Linked DNA regions of Mus musculus: region 1 is linked to region 2. The links are chromatin contacts, called in public HiCAR-type maps. All regions are on one chromosome and are shown on one strand. Each heading gives the region's core, a stretch centred on a gene start, on an enhancer-like site or on the middle of the called end of the contact. The rest is flanking DNA. Distances are from core to core; before and after follow the strand shown. Region 1 overlaps Sall1 (spalt like transcription factor 1). Region 2 has its middle 46 kb from the start of Gm42034.

Region 1 (6,931 bases), core at 943-3,442, 240 kb before region 2:
GACTCTTCCTCAGTGGGTGGCGACATGGAGAGCCAGAGTGCAGGCAGCCCAGCCATCTCAGAGTCTACCTCTTCCATGCAGGCTCTGTCCCCGTCCAACAGCACCCAAGAATTCCACAAGTCACCCGGCATGGAGGAAAAGCCACAGCGAGTGGGGCCAGGCGAGTTCGCCAATGGTCTATCTCCCACCCCAGTGAACGGAGGTGCTTTGGACTTGACTTCTAGTCATGCAGAGAAAATCATCAAAGAAGATTCTCTGGGAATCCTCTTTCCTTTCAGAGACCGGGGTAAATTTAAAAACACTGCTTGCGACATTTGTGGCAAGACCTTTGCTTGTCAGAGTGCCTTGGACATTCACTACAGAAGTCATACCAAAGAGAGACCGTTCATTTGCACAGTTTGCAATCGTGGCTTTTCCACAAAGGGTAATTTGAAGCAGCACATGTTGACACATCAGATGCGAGATCTGCCATCGCAGCTCTTTGAGCCCAGTTCCAACCTCGGCCCCAATCAGAACTCTGCAGTGATTCCCGCCAACTCGCTGTCATCTCTCATCAAAACAGAGGTCAACGGCTTTGTACACGTTTCTCCTCAGGACAGTAAGGACGCCCCCACTAGTCATGTCCCTCAGGGGCCTCTGTCGTCCTCTGCGACATCCCCAGTTCTGCTCCCAGCTCTGCCCCGGAGAACTCCCAAACAGCACTATTGTAACACGTGTGGTAAAACCTTCTCTTCTTCGAGTGCCCTGCAGATCCACGAGAGAACTCACACTGGAGAGAAGCCCTTTGCTTGCACTATCTGTGGAAGAGCATTCACAACAAAAGGCAATCTGAAGGTACCCGCTCTGCCCGCACCCTACCGCCCCTCAGCCCTTCCCCATGCCCTTGGTTGATGATTGCACATGGTCCTGGAGCCCTCAGCTGCGTAGCCAGGGAGAAGGTTCTGGAAAGGGGACCTGCTCCACGTAGCTGAGGTGGGGAGACATGGAGGAGCCTTGTGAGGTCAGGATCATGGCAGGGACAAGGGCAGCCTGTAGCTTGCTGCCTGTCCCAACGCCTTGAATAATTTGGTACCTAAGCGAAGCAGCAGGCCTCTTTCTGCTGTCTAGCTTAAGTGCATCAAATGAATTGCTTTACCTACCAAATCAGACAGCCTGGCGTTGCCATGGGGTATTGATTAAAGACCTCCGTGTGGCCTGCACACTGCCCATATCACTTAATAATTACAGCTCTCTACGGCTCTCTTCGGCGTATGCAGCTATTTTTCATAACCCCAGTCTAGCATGGTTTATTTTTCTAGCAACAGTAACGTCACTCCTCACCTAATGGGTATTATGATAATTGATTACACGACATTTCCTACTGATATGTGTTGGAAATAAAGCAAATATGCTCGTTCTAGAGCAACAGTTGAGCACTCTCGCTGTGTACATTTTTCTGTTGACAGAGTATTCCTCGGGAGGTTGCTGCCAGTAATGTGGGATGAATAATTACTTTCTGGGTTTTTCTCTCTGCGCAAGGCCCTCCAATGGGCAATCAGTGAGGGTTACTTTCTTCCCATCTGAAAAGGACATCTACAGGGTAAAGAGTGTCAGATACAATACTTACCACTGCAATGAGAGTGGACATAACAATTCTAACCCTGCGAGGAGCTATCTATGACTGCCTGGCTTGCTTGAGGCCATTATAAGCTAAATACAGGTAATAAAAACAGAGTAAGTAAGGCGAGTTAGCCAGGAAGAGGAGAGCCAACCCAGCACTGCAGAGAGCAAACACGTTATTACTAGACCATGGGAGTGGATGGTTCCTGGTGTCTTTTCCCCTGTCTGTCCTGTAATAAGAATAGACATTCGGGTCACTTGCTTTGTCGAGTGTTGGGATATGAGTTGAGACAGAATCGGCTATTAAGCTCCTGGCTCTCTCTCTTGTTTCTTCTCTCTCTTCCCCAACCCACATTACAGGTCCACATGGGCACCCATATGTGGAACAGCACCCCTGCACGCCGGGGCCGGCGGCTCTCAGTGGATGGCCCCATGACATTTCTAGGAGGCAATCCTGTCAAGTTCCCAGAAATGTTCCAGAAGGATCTAGCGGCGAGGTCAGGAAGTGGGGATCCGTCCAGCTTTTGGAACCAGTATACAGCAGCACTGTCCAACGGGCTGGCCATGAAGGCCAACGAGATCTCTGTCATTCAGAACGGCGGCATCCCTCCAATTCCTGGAAGCCTGGGCAGTGGGAGCAGCTCACCTATCAGTGGGCTGACTGGGAACGTGGAAAAACTGGGCAATTCGGAACCCAGTGCTCCTCTGGCTGGCCTGGAGAAAATGGCGAGCAGCGAGAACGGAACCAACTTCCGTTTCACCCGCTTCGTGGAGGACAGCAAAGAGATCGTCACAAGCTAAAGCTGCCAGAGTGCTTCCTCTCAGAATGTCGCCCGAGGTTGCCTCCTGCCCCTCCCCCCGCCCTTTACCTTCTGGCCCCTGGGACTATGAACTACACTATGAAGACATTCTTTTGTATGTTGTTCAACCTCTAGAGTTCTAAGAAAGCTTATTTATTAGTGCTATAACCTTGCTTTGCAAACAGAGTGCAGGCATTAACTTTGGTCTTCTGTATTTTGGACTAAATACTAATGGACTAGAGTGCTCCTAGCTTGCTGTAACATTTATGGCAATCGCAAGTTGCCCTGCTAGGCGGTCTTAATCCGGCATTAACTTATTTTCTATATCCAGTTTAATATGAATCTGGTGTTGATGCAATGCCTCCGTGATACGTTAGATCTCTAATAAAGTCTGTATATAAATGTACACTTTGATCCTGCTGGAAAATTTTATCAGCGAACACATTGTCTAATCTTTCCAAACAGATTTAAGGGAAGGACTTTAAGTACAGGCTGAACATTTGGAAGGCTTAGGGTTTGTTGTTGTTGTTGTTTGTTTGTTTGTTTGTTTTGGTTTTGGTTTCATTTTGATTCTAAACTTCAACCTGCTTTTTTTTTGGTTTTGTTTTAGAGAGTTAACCATTTCCGTTTTGAACTATTTGTATTGTGCTTTTTACTTGAGTCGTCTTCAATGTTAATACGTTTCTGTACAGTAATAAGCACGCAGAATTCTTTAGAGGAAAAAAAAACCACAAGTGTTGTTTTGGTAGTTGAAACTGAGACGTAGCATTTTGGCCTTGTAGGGTATATTCACAGTAGAAAACGTGTGCTGGAATTTCACAATGCTGCTAACGATAGCATCTTGAACGACCTTCAGTGGAGAAATGTAGATGCTCTTCTATATACAATAAGAAATATCACTTTCATTAAAATGTACATATGTTCCTTACAAGAGCAAATGCCTCTTGATCAAGAGCAGGTATAGTGTTGGTTTATTTTGTATTAGGTATGGAAGGAAAAAAATGGACTGTTACATGCACTTTCTTGGAAAGTTGAAGGGGGGGGTTCCAATTTCTTTAACATTTAATACTTACTAACAACAGAGATACTGTAATTTTACTCAAGTAATCAAATACATTTTTTTTGCAACAGATAAAACAACATATTGTGTCTGTGTTTGTAGAGTGCATTTCTATTTAGCCAGGGCCCTAAAGGTAGTTTAACATTTCCCTAGGTAGCTGTAAATTCTGACTGTGAGCTAGTATCTCTAAATAAGAAAAAATTGTAAAAGGCATAACAGAATTGGGCATGCATGGGCCTGCCTTTTGTTTTGGTTTGGGTTTTTTTTTTCATTTGGTTTTTTGTTTTTATTTTGTTGTTTGTTTTTTTGTTTGCTTGTTTTTGAGATCTGGCGACCTAACTATTTCCACTATATCCATTTCTTGTTTTAGAGTGTATACTCATCTCTAGTCTTCTCCCACTCCACTTCCAAGTGGGTGAGGGGGGCATTAGTTGAGGTTTGAGACCTCATCTTGACAGGTAAGGTCCATCCTTTAAACTGGATCGGTGGATTTAAGATTTAACTATTCTAGTTCCGTTTCACTTGATTCCGTGGCATGTTTTTTCAGGCAGCTGAGAGCTGCATTGCTGGAGAATTCCCCATGCAGCAGGGTTATATAATCTGACTAGAAACTGGGCCTCAACCCAGGAGGTGAAATTTTTCTTTATTTAATTGGTCTTTTACGCATTTAAAAGCACATACATATTTAAAACGACAACAACAAAAAAATCTATTATACAGATCTGTAGGAGCAACTTGAAATAGTTGATCATCCAAGTTAACCTGAGTTGCCTTCCTTTCTGTCTTTTGTTCAAGGGCATGTTTTACTCCTGAGCACAGTTTTGGAGTGGCAATAGGCAGGGTGAAAGTTGTCTGCCCAGGGGTCTATGAACTCTCTTTGTCTCTGGGAGGTGATGAATCTCACCGAACCTGGCTGTGCTCAGGGGAGGCTGACAAACCTGGGCCAACCTGGGCGACTCCGGCAGAAGCTCCCAGCAGGCCTGGGCTATCCCAAGCCGTTCTTCCCCAAGATTTTTCCTACACTCCGAAGCCCAGAGAACCGCAAGGGTCCTTACAGCGCTGACTCCAGCGTCAGGTCCAGTCGGGGAAAAGCCCTTGCTTTCTCTGGCCTGATCGCTCGGGGCGAGCCCACCCCCACCCCCATACCCCAAGTCAGAGATGGTGGACACAGCGGGGGGGGGGGGGGGGAACCGATCAGAGGCCTTGGTTCTCGTTCACCTCCAGGTCCTTTCCCGTCACCCTGCCTGCAGCCTCTTTTTAATCCCCCTCCCCCTTCTCGCACCCCTCCCCACCAGAGTGAGCACTGGGTTAAGAGGCCAGACGCTCGGCTGTCCGAGAGGCCACGGTCTCCTCACAGGTCTCGCCTTGTCCATGGGGGCGGCGACGTTCCTGGTCCCGGCACGAAGCCTGGGGACGTCGGGGCTGTCCCCCGTCTGCGGCCACCACGAGGGGCCAGGCAGTGACAGCGCCTCTGCCACCCTCCCCGTTCACCGCGCTGCAGCTGGGCCCGCGCTCCCTGGTTGCCATAGTCCCGCCGTGTCTCCAGGTCCAGCGTCCCCGCGATGCCCACAGAGTTGCGAGGCCGTCTCCGCGAGGGGGCAGGGGCGGGCGCTTTCCCCTCTAGCCCTTGAAGCTCCCTTCTAGGGCCTTCTGCGATTAAGTTAAGGCGAACTAAAGTTGCTCTGGGTTCAGCCAGATTTTCGGAGGCCGCCTCGATGATAAGATCGCGGTCCCGGTTTCTCTACGCCCCTCCTCCCGCCTTTTGTCCCCATCTATCTATATCGATTGATGATCATTGTAATGCAGCGATCACTACCTTCCCATTCCCCCTCTACGTCTATTCCAAACCCAGAAAGCGCCCGCAGCCCGGAGTTAAACAGACATGGTCAAAACTCAGCCCAGTCCAAGAGAAATGGATTGATGTTCACAAAGTAACTGGGTGGGTTCTCAGCAGATTATGCGACCGAACCTGGCCCATCTTTCCTCTCCCACTCTGCCACCCGAGCCTCCTTTTTCATTTTTGGAACTCTGAGGGACAACCTAGTTGGAACCAGGTTGTCTGAACTAAGAAGGGTCGCTGCAAACTGCAAAGACAGTTAAATTCACAAAAGTTTTGAACCAAAGATACTCACTTAGGTGCCATTGTTCTTAAATGTGAATTGTAAATATACCTAAAAGTTTAGCGGTGTCAATGGCCCAAAATGAACCAACTTTAAGGCCTTAATATCTGCTTTTTAACCCCATGTGTCTTTCCCTCTTACTCCTTTGCGTCTCTCCACACTTTCTCCTCCCCTCCCCCAATAAGGGCCTCCCTTCCTGGAAAACACCCTTGGAAAAACAAGGGTTTGACAATGACCTGGATAGGAGAAGAAGCTACCACCTTTGCTGGCTGAAGCTACCTAAAGTTCCTCAAGCGGGGAGTCTGCGAGGAGGGGGTAGAGAGCTGTAATGAAGGGCCTCGAAGATCAACTAGAGATAAACGGAAGCTAGCTTTGGGCTTTGCACCCCCCCCCCCCCAATCCACGCTTCTCAATTCAGATTAAGCCTAACAAACGGCTGTTAGGGCAAGGGGAGGCAACAGCATTTTAAAGTTATATATTTGTTTTTTAAAAGTGGTCAAACAGAAAGTCCGAAGTGATTTGCAGTTAACGTGGACTTCTAGCAGTAGGTTATTTGCTTATTGTTTTTGGCGTGTAGCGAATGTCAAGAAAGAGATGTATAAAAGAAGAAAAAAAAAAGAAAAAGCGCTCCCACTCCTTTAAAACTTAGTAGCTCTGTTAGAAAAACACAGCCGTGGGTCTTTTGCTGGGAGTTACACACTCCACCCCAAATGAAACAAACCTCAGAGATGGTAACAAAGTAGGGGAAGGAACAGTAAAATGAATTCAAAGGGTCCCTCGGTAAGGCAGCAATCTGAGATGCACAGAGACATGGAAAAGGATAAGACAGGAATTAGGTCATCTGGTCCAGACCCCAGGAAATATGTTTAGATCAAAGACTGCACTGTTAGAATAAACAAAACAGGACCCACTGGGCCCTCCCGTTAGTTCCATCTCAGTGCTAAGAGCTGCCAATCTAACCAGCTCTATTTGATGAAAGCGGTAAAAATTACAACTGTAAAAATGACTAAGTAGAAAAAAAAAAACGTCCTCTCGACTGTAATAGGAAGATAAAGATTTAGATTTGAGCTAAAGAGTAACGACAGAGAGGCCCAGATCAACACAAACTTCCTGGAATTTTAGCCCTAAGTAAATTATCTAATCCCAGCCCATTGTCTCTTCCTTGCTGGCCCCCCACCCTGTGCAATCGGGAATACCAGATAATTTACATTTTAAAATTTGTTAAGTTTTAACTGCAGTCTTAAAAACATTGCAGGAGCCCTTTGGATTCATTCATTTTACACCCCTTAAGGGTGCATCTCCCTGAGAAGCTCTGCTGTCCCTGTGGCGTGTGGATGTGCCTTTAAACTTAG
Region 2 (6,495 bases), core at 3,149-5,648:
CCCTTACTATATAGAAATTACCATAAGTTCTGTGACTCTAGAGAACCCTGACTAATACAGTAATAGAACACCAATTTCCCACGGTACATGTCGGGGTGAACCCAAAGAGATGATCAGGAACTCTCCACCTACCTTCCCGTGGGGCATCAGGGGGACACTTGTCAAACTCATCAAACTGCCAGTTTGAGATTTGTACACTCTGGTGTTTGTCATTTCACTTCAATGTCAGGCCTCTCCCACACTCAAGGTGGAAGCTTGTATAATTTACACCACCCTGTGCAAGGCTATTCCGAATCATGCTCCGTTTCCAAAACAAACAGCATTCCCGGCTCCTGCTCAGATGCCTGAGACATGGTGATGGATCATGAACCATTTCAGAAGCCGGTGAGTCGGAAGTGGCCTGAGTAGTCCTACTGAAGGACTTTCGCCAGCACCACTACCAGCAAGAATGAATAAGAACGCTTACTGCTTTATAAGAGTAACTGAAGCATACCAGACCCCGCGGTCCTTTACTTTGCTCCATCCTTGTGCCACAGATAGCTTCATCCAGCTTGTTAAGTTTACTGAGAAAGCACTAGTGGTTTTTAATTGCTCTCTATTAAAAGTTAAATGATATAAATCTATGCATAAATCGATTATATTTTTAAAGCAAACAATAATCCCCATAGCTCATCACTTCCTAATTATATGTTATTACCTGCGCCCTCACTGTCACTAATCTAGAATACCTTTTTGGTCGAAACGGTATGTTAGCTATTCTTTTCCCTGAGACAAAACACCGGACAGAAGCAGCCCCGAGTAAGGGTTTAGTTCAGTTCGCATGCAGTAGTTCTCAACCTGTGAGTCTCGACCTCCAACTGGGGTCACTTATTAGATATTTACATTACAATTCATAATGGTCACAAACTTACAGTTGCAAAGTAGCAAGGAAATAATTTTATGGTTTGGGCTCATCACAAGGTGAGAGTCATGGCATTAGGAAGGTTGAGGACCCCTGGTTTACGATTTGGTCCATTGCCGCTAAGGAGGGATGGTGGCAGCTTCATCCATTGTATCCGTAATGTGTGGCAGAGATGTCTCACATGGTGGCAGATACAAAGCAGAGAAAAGGTGGGTGGAGCCTAGGATGGGTGTACCCTTCCAAGGCCAGCCCCTAAAGGCCACGCCCATCAGCCAGGCCCCACCTCTTAAAGATCTACAGCCTTCAAGAGAGCATTCTAGTGCTGGAGACCTAGCATCCCAACTGTGAACCTGTGCAGGAAGCCTCAGGTGGAACTGTCACCTCATTATGCATTTGGGTGCTGTTTTAAGTCGCTTCCCAACTGGAAGTTCAATGGTACAATGTTCTTAGTTTACAATCAGCTGTCATAGAAGTATACACCATAGATACCAGCTAACATCACACAGCAAGACTTGATTTATTGTTTGGTTGATTGTCTAGACTTTAAAGAAAACTAGCGGAAAATATTAACAATGCCTCTTAAACTTAAGTGTGTGGCTTCTAAAGCCATTATATGGTTAAGCAGAGCAAAGCATTCAGAAGTTATTTCCCCAATATCCAAAAAACATTTCTCACTCAACAAGAAGGCCTCTCACACCACTGGGAACGGGCAAAGTTTTGACACATATTTAAGTTGTTTTGCTTCCATTGGCCTCATTTATGAAAATAAAGCACTGATAAACTTTACCTCAGACTTGTACCTGTTCATCAGCTGCCACCATCACCTTTCTGTGGGACGGAAAGTGACGAAACCCAGCCAGCATGTTGGGAGAACCGGTGGACTGTAGGGAACTTACAAGAAGCATTGGCTAGATGGTGTATAAACCTCTATTATCCCTTTGCATTTGCAAGTCACATAATTAATTTTGTGGTATACACATACAGTGTTTTTATACCAAGCCAGCTATTGCACATTTATACACTACTGACTCCATTTTCACCCTCACACAACCATGTCATAACATAGATTATCACATATGTTCCATCCAGTGAAACAGGCTCAGAAACGTGTATGTGTGTAAAACACATTCTTTGATCCATGAGAGCTCTAGTCAACCTTGCTGATGTACAGCTGTCAGAAGCCTGGCACTCCATGCTCTTGTGCAAACATCCTAGAAAGTTAACTGGCTCATATCTCTCATACTCCTGGCTCATAGCTCGGGAAACAGAAGGTACAGAATATGGACATGCCATGCAAAGCCAGTGGCGGGGTGGCCCGTGTACTAATTAGGAGCTTCACCTCTGCCCCAGTGGACACTGAGCAGACCTCACTGGCCTTGTTCCACCACACTAGCCCACGAGCATCCCATAAGCCTGATAGGAAGGGGTACCAAGAGATGAGGCGCTATAACGCACTGCATACACTCGGCTTTGCACGGAATATTTTTGTTATTTACCCTGAGTCAAATGAATCCCTTCCAAGTCATCATAGTGCAGATCTAACCAGAAAAGTCGTCTCAGCTCTTCTCGGCTCACCGAGAGCTGAGTAGAATCCTTGAGGATCCAGCAATGGGAGGAGGGAGCCCTCTAGCTGTCCCCCTGTTGTGGTGACCCTACAGTTTCATAGTGGGTCCCTGAATGTGGCAGCTATCAGAAGCCACCATTCTCCAGCCACTGGACAACCAGGGTAGTCGAATACTCCGTCACTCCACATCTTCACAGTGATGTGGCACGTTGGCAATCATTCACAAGGATACAAGCCCTCACACTTCAGCATATCAGACAGTGGCAGAGCCATAAACCCCACAGGCAAACACACACATGTGCACTCAACGAGAGGTACAAATGCATTGGTCACATCTGTGCACTACCAGAGGTACAGATGAACTGCTCAGATGTCCAACGGGCAAGCATGCAGGCTAAGAGCCTTGCATGAAGACTCAGACATTCATTAGACACACACCACCACCCTCAGCCCAGAGAGGGAGTGAACACACACACATACACACACACACACACACCCCAGCAGGCTGCACATTCAGAGACAGGTAGTAGGCTCCCACACTGCCCACTCAAATTGGCTAGCAGCAACAGCAGCAGCACCCAGCCTGCAGGTGCCTGCAGAGGTGCCAGGCTCTGCTGCCACTCAGCCAATGGCAGCAGCTTCCTGCTCCCATCCCACCAACAAGCATATGCATGAAAAGACGAATGTAGACAGGGTGGAGCCAGTGGTGAGAAGGGCAAAAGATGAAATCATAATCCTGCCGGGTTTGTTCATTTCGGTGATAATTAGCGGTGCATTCACGCCGCTTCACCGGCCGCTCCCGGCTGATCCCGCGTGATGGATGCCTAGTGGTGCTGAATGCAAATTAGCATAATTTCATTACCGAGGGACCCGTGAAAAGGTTCAATTATAGAGCAATCTCATTAATACCAGGGCTTGTTAAACTAATAGAAAGAGACAGGCCCCGCAGCTCCGAGAGGAGACACGTGCTCCGAATGCTAGTTCTTGAAGCCCCAGTACCTGGCCACGCCCGCACCTCTACTGCCCTGCAAGCTTGGAGCTGGGATCCTGGCCTCCAAGGCCCAGAGCCTCCAGAGGACCTGGTCCGAGAGGCACAGAATTTAGGCTGAAATGGTCTCTGCTAAAGGCCTAGATCCAGGGCATCGCTGCAGAGCCCTGGGATCACGGTGTGGACGGGACTTGGCCAAAGCATGGGGCATGGAGACTGCAGAGCCATAGGGACAGGCGGATGGAGGAAGGGGATGGCCATCTGTCTAGGGGCCGGCCTTATAACACGTAGGCGCCTCTCTAGAGCCTTTCAGCTGTGGCTCACTTTCTCCATTATTATCAGCCCCATTTAGCCTCAAACTCCTGGCAACCCGACTCTGGAAGGAAAGCAGGCTGGAAGCCATCATCCACATGAGTAAAGAAAAAGTCTACACACACCTCTTTTCTGAACATGGAACTCTAGCTTGATGAGGTGTAGGAGGTCGGAGACACACAACACGGGACCATGTCACCTCTTCCTGGGGCCTAGAGGACTCTCCGATTTGGGTAAGAAGCCTTTGACATGGGGTTTCTTAGAAGTTTAACCTCTCCCTTATTTGACCTTAGCAGAAACTTGTCAAACTTTAACCACCTTGAACCCCCAAGCCCCACCCCCAGGAACCCTGACCAGTAACCTCGGACCTGCACTCGTCCTGCCAGCCTGGAACACGCAGAGGTGGACTATTTGACTTTGCTATATTTTTTTCTCACCTCTGTAATATCTGATTTTTTTTTCTCCTCCTGCAATTGTAAGTAAAACAGAACAAGTCCCCAAATGCCCCCAGTGGGAGAATGAGTCACACCGTTTGTTGCTGCACACACAAAAATATGCAGTGACTCAGAGGGCCCAGCAGAAGAGACCAACCCACAAAAGGCCTCATTGTTCAGACTTTCAAGGTATAGGGGAGGGAGCCAAGTGTCTGCAGGCTGCCAGGCTGCCTGAATCTCAGCTGTTGACACTTGCCGTGGGTGTATTTAGGTTCTGCTTCTGCTGTCCCTCCTCCTCTGTTTGCTTTGCTGTTTTGTTTTGAGACAGGGTTGTACATAGCCCAGGCTATTCTCCAGCTGACTAGTGTAGCCAAAGATGGCTTTGAACTCCTGATCATCCTGCCTCTGCTTCCTAAGGACTGGTATGACGACAGGCCTATACCACCATACCCTGATTAGTTTTCCTTTTACAACAACACAATGAAGACAGGCAATATACGGGTAGCTTATTATTTAGCCAGCAGCTAAAACCATTTCTACTTGCAAACGGTGAAGGCAGAGTAGACCCAGGGCCCCTCCAAAATAGCTGGCCCCTGGGACTCCAGGAGCCACATGACAGGAAAGCCACAGACTAAGCTGGCCTAGTCACACATACCTGTAATCCCAGAAGGCTGAGGCAGGAGGATCTTCATGAGCTGGAGATCAACTTGAGTTATAGAGTGAAATGCTCTGGAAGGGAAGAAAGAAGTCGGGGATGGGTATTGCCGGCTACAACAGAGCATCAGAGAAGGGACAGGGATGAGATGAGAGCTTCCTGGGCCTGTGACCATGGTAACAGGCTGGTCCCTGGGTAGACTTATGGGACTGTGGGCAAAGAAAGGTCTTAGCACTGTGGGAGATGCATCTGGCAACTTCAGAGTTAGAACATGAACCTTCCATAGAGATGTATGTGGAGGGTGGGAGCCAGGCTAAGTCCCCATTGATCCCAGCAAGCCACTACTCAAAGTGATAAATTGGCAAGTCCTGGCAGCAAGCACACATTACTGGGGGGGAGGGGATGGTTAGGAGCTATTGGGCTAAAGTGAGCCTGTGGACTCTGGGGAATACTCTGGGTTACAGCAGGAGCTACATATAGCTTTTTTTTTAAGAAAAAAATTATTAAAGAGCCTTTGCTTATACGCCTGATGCATCTAATGCATCCAACCCCCCTCACCCAGAATGTTTTAGCCACCCCTTAGCTGACCTCAGTAAAAATGGGTCAGGATGAAGACAGGGGTTGGGGTTGAGGTGACCTGTATGTTTGTATTCACACTTGTACACGCACCCCAAAACCACTACTCTTCTGCAGAACAAGGGCCAGGTCTCTATTTTCTTGAGCCAACCCTTTGTCACAAATAGTCCTCCTCTTAGGACAGGCAAGGCTTTGTGTACAGGCTTACTGATGGTGGATTTTATAGAGGGGACTCAGGTTCAGCTCAACCACTTTCTGGGCGGCTTGAGCAAACCACACGACTCTCTGTCTATTCTCCCTTCCTTAAAATAAGCCGGCCAGTGGGGTCTGGGCTGGCTCTTGGGGTGCTTCAGTTGGATCCTTGGTCCTCAGGCTCCCTGGCCTTGTGTGACACCCTTCTGCCCACTCTTTCCCTTCAGTCCCTCTCATACTCTGTGGCCACCAGAAGGAAGAAAAGGAGACGCTTGCACCACAGTAAAGGATTGGGACATGGAAAGGTGTTTGATTAGAAAATGGAGGGGCAGAGTCCATGGACAGTGGATGGAGAGGCACCAAATATGGCCTAGGGCCATCAGGACTCTGGGCTGACATTGGCCCAATGCAAAGAGGGCCCATTGCCTTGTTTAAATGAGAGCCCAGCACCGCCTTCAGGCATGGGTGGATACAGATATCTCAGTTATGACTCTGTTCCATTGGTCTCTGGTTTGCCTCAGTCCCGTCAGTCCCCGGTGGGTGACTTGTGCGGAGCATGGGAAGAGTGGCCTCTGTGGTCCTTACATTGGCTGCTTTTCCTGCTGATATGAACAATACCTGACAAGAAGTTACTAGATTGAAGAAGAACTGGCTTGGGGGCCTAGGGGTACAATCTATCATGGTAGAGAGGGCAGGAGGGTCAGCATGAGTTGGTTGGTCACATTATGCCCAGAGTCAGAAAGCAAAGGCAGACAGACAGAGAGACCAGGTCACAGAGCCTCAAGGTTCCCACTCTCCCCTCACAAGTCACCTCCTAATGGCTCCATGACTTTCCCCAAAACCACCACCCTCTGGGGTCCAAGCATCCAAATG

Evidence for each region. HiCAR-type assays count read pairs that join an accessible place to other places.
Region 1: a HiCAR-type map of astrocytes shows a contact between it and region 2, with 2.7 times the contacts expected there. The contact joins two enhancer-like sites. A contact is called at or near these places in 2 of 39 promoter capture datasets (cranial neural crest and hippocampal neurons), 8 of 484 Hi-C or Micro-C datasets (cerebral cortex, cortical neurons, embryonic stem cells and 2 more), 9 of 115 datasets of contacts at active chromatin or transcription factors (VIP interneurons, astrocytes, embryonic basal ganglia and 6 more) and 1 of 9 other capture datasets (embryonic stem cells).

Annotation. Positions count from the first base shown.
Region 1 is chr8:89,023,847-89,030,777 of GRCm38.p6, reverse strand. It overlaps Sall1 (spalt like transcription factor 1), which reads left to right. Exons shown (of 3, transcript NM_001371070.1): 2 at 1-834; 3 at 1,960-3,536. The coding sequence ends at 2,400. Mir8110 (microRNA 8110) reads right to left here and starts at 6,043; the gene lies at 5,947-6,043. Within about 2 kb of position 2,192, at least 8 of the 459 cell types and tissues checked have an H3K27ac peak or open chromatin away from gene starts, as enhancers often do. A contact at or near this core is called in VIP interneurons and astrocytes, where this site is marked.
Region 2 is chr8:88,790,739-88,797,233 of GRCm38.p6, reverse strand. No RefSeq gene overlaps it. Among named protein-coding and RNA genes, the nearest start is that of Gm42034, 46 kb to the left of the region's middle. Within about 2 kb of position 4,398, at least 93 of the 459 cell types and tissues checked have an H3K27ac peak or open chromatin away from gene starts, as enhancers often do. A contact at or near this core is called in VIP interneurons and astrocytes, where this site is marked.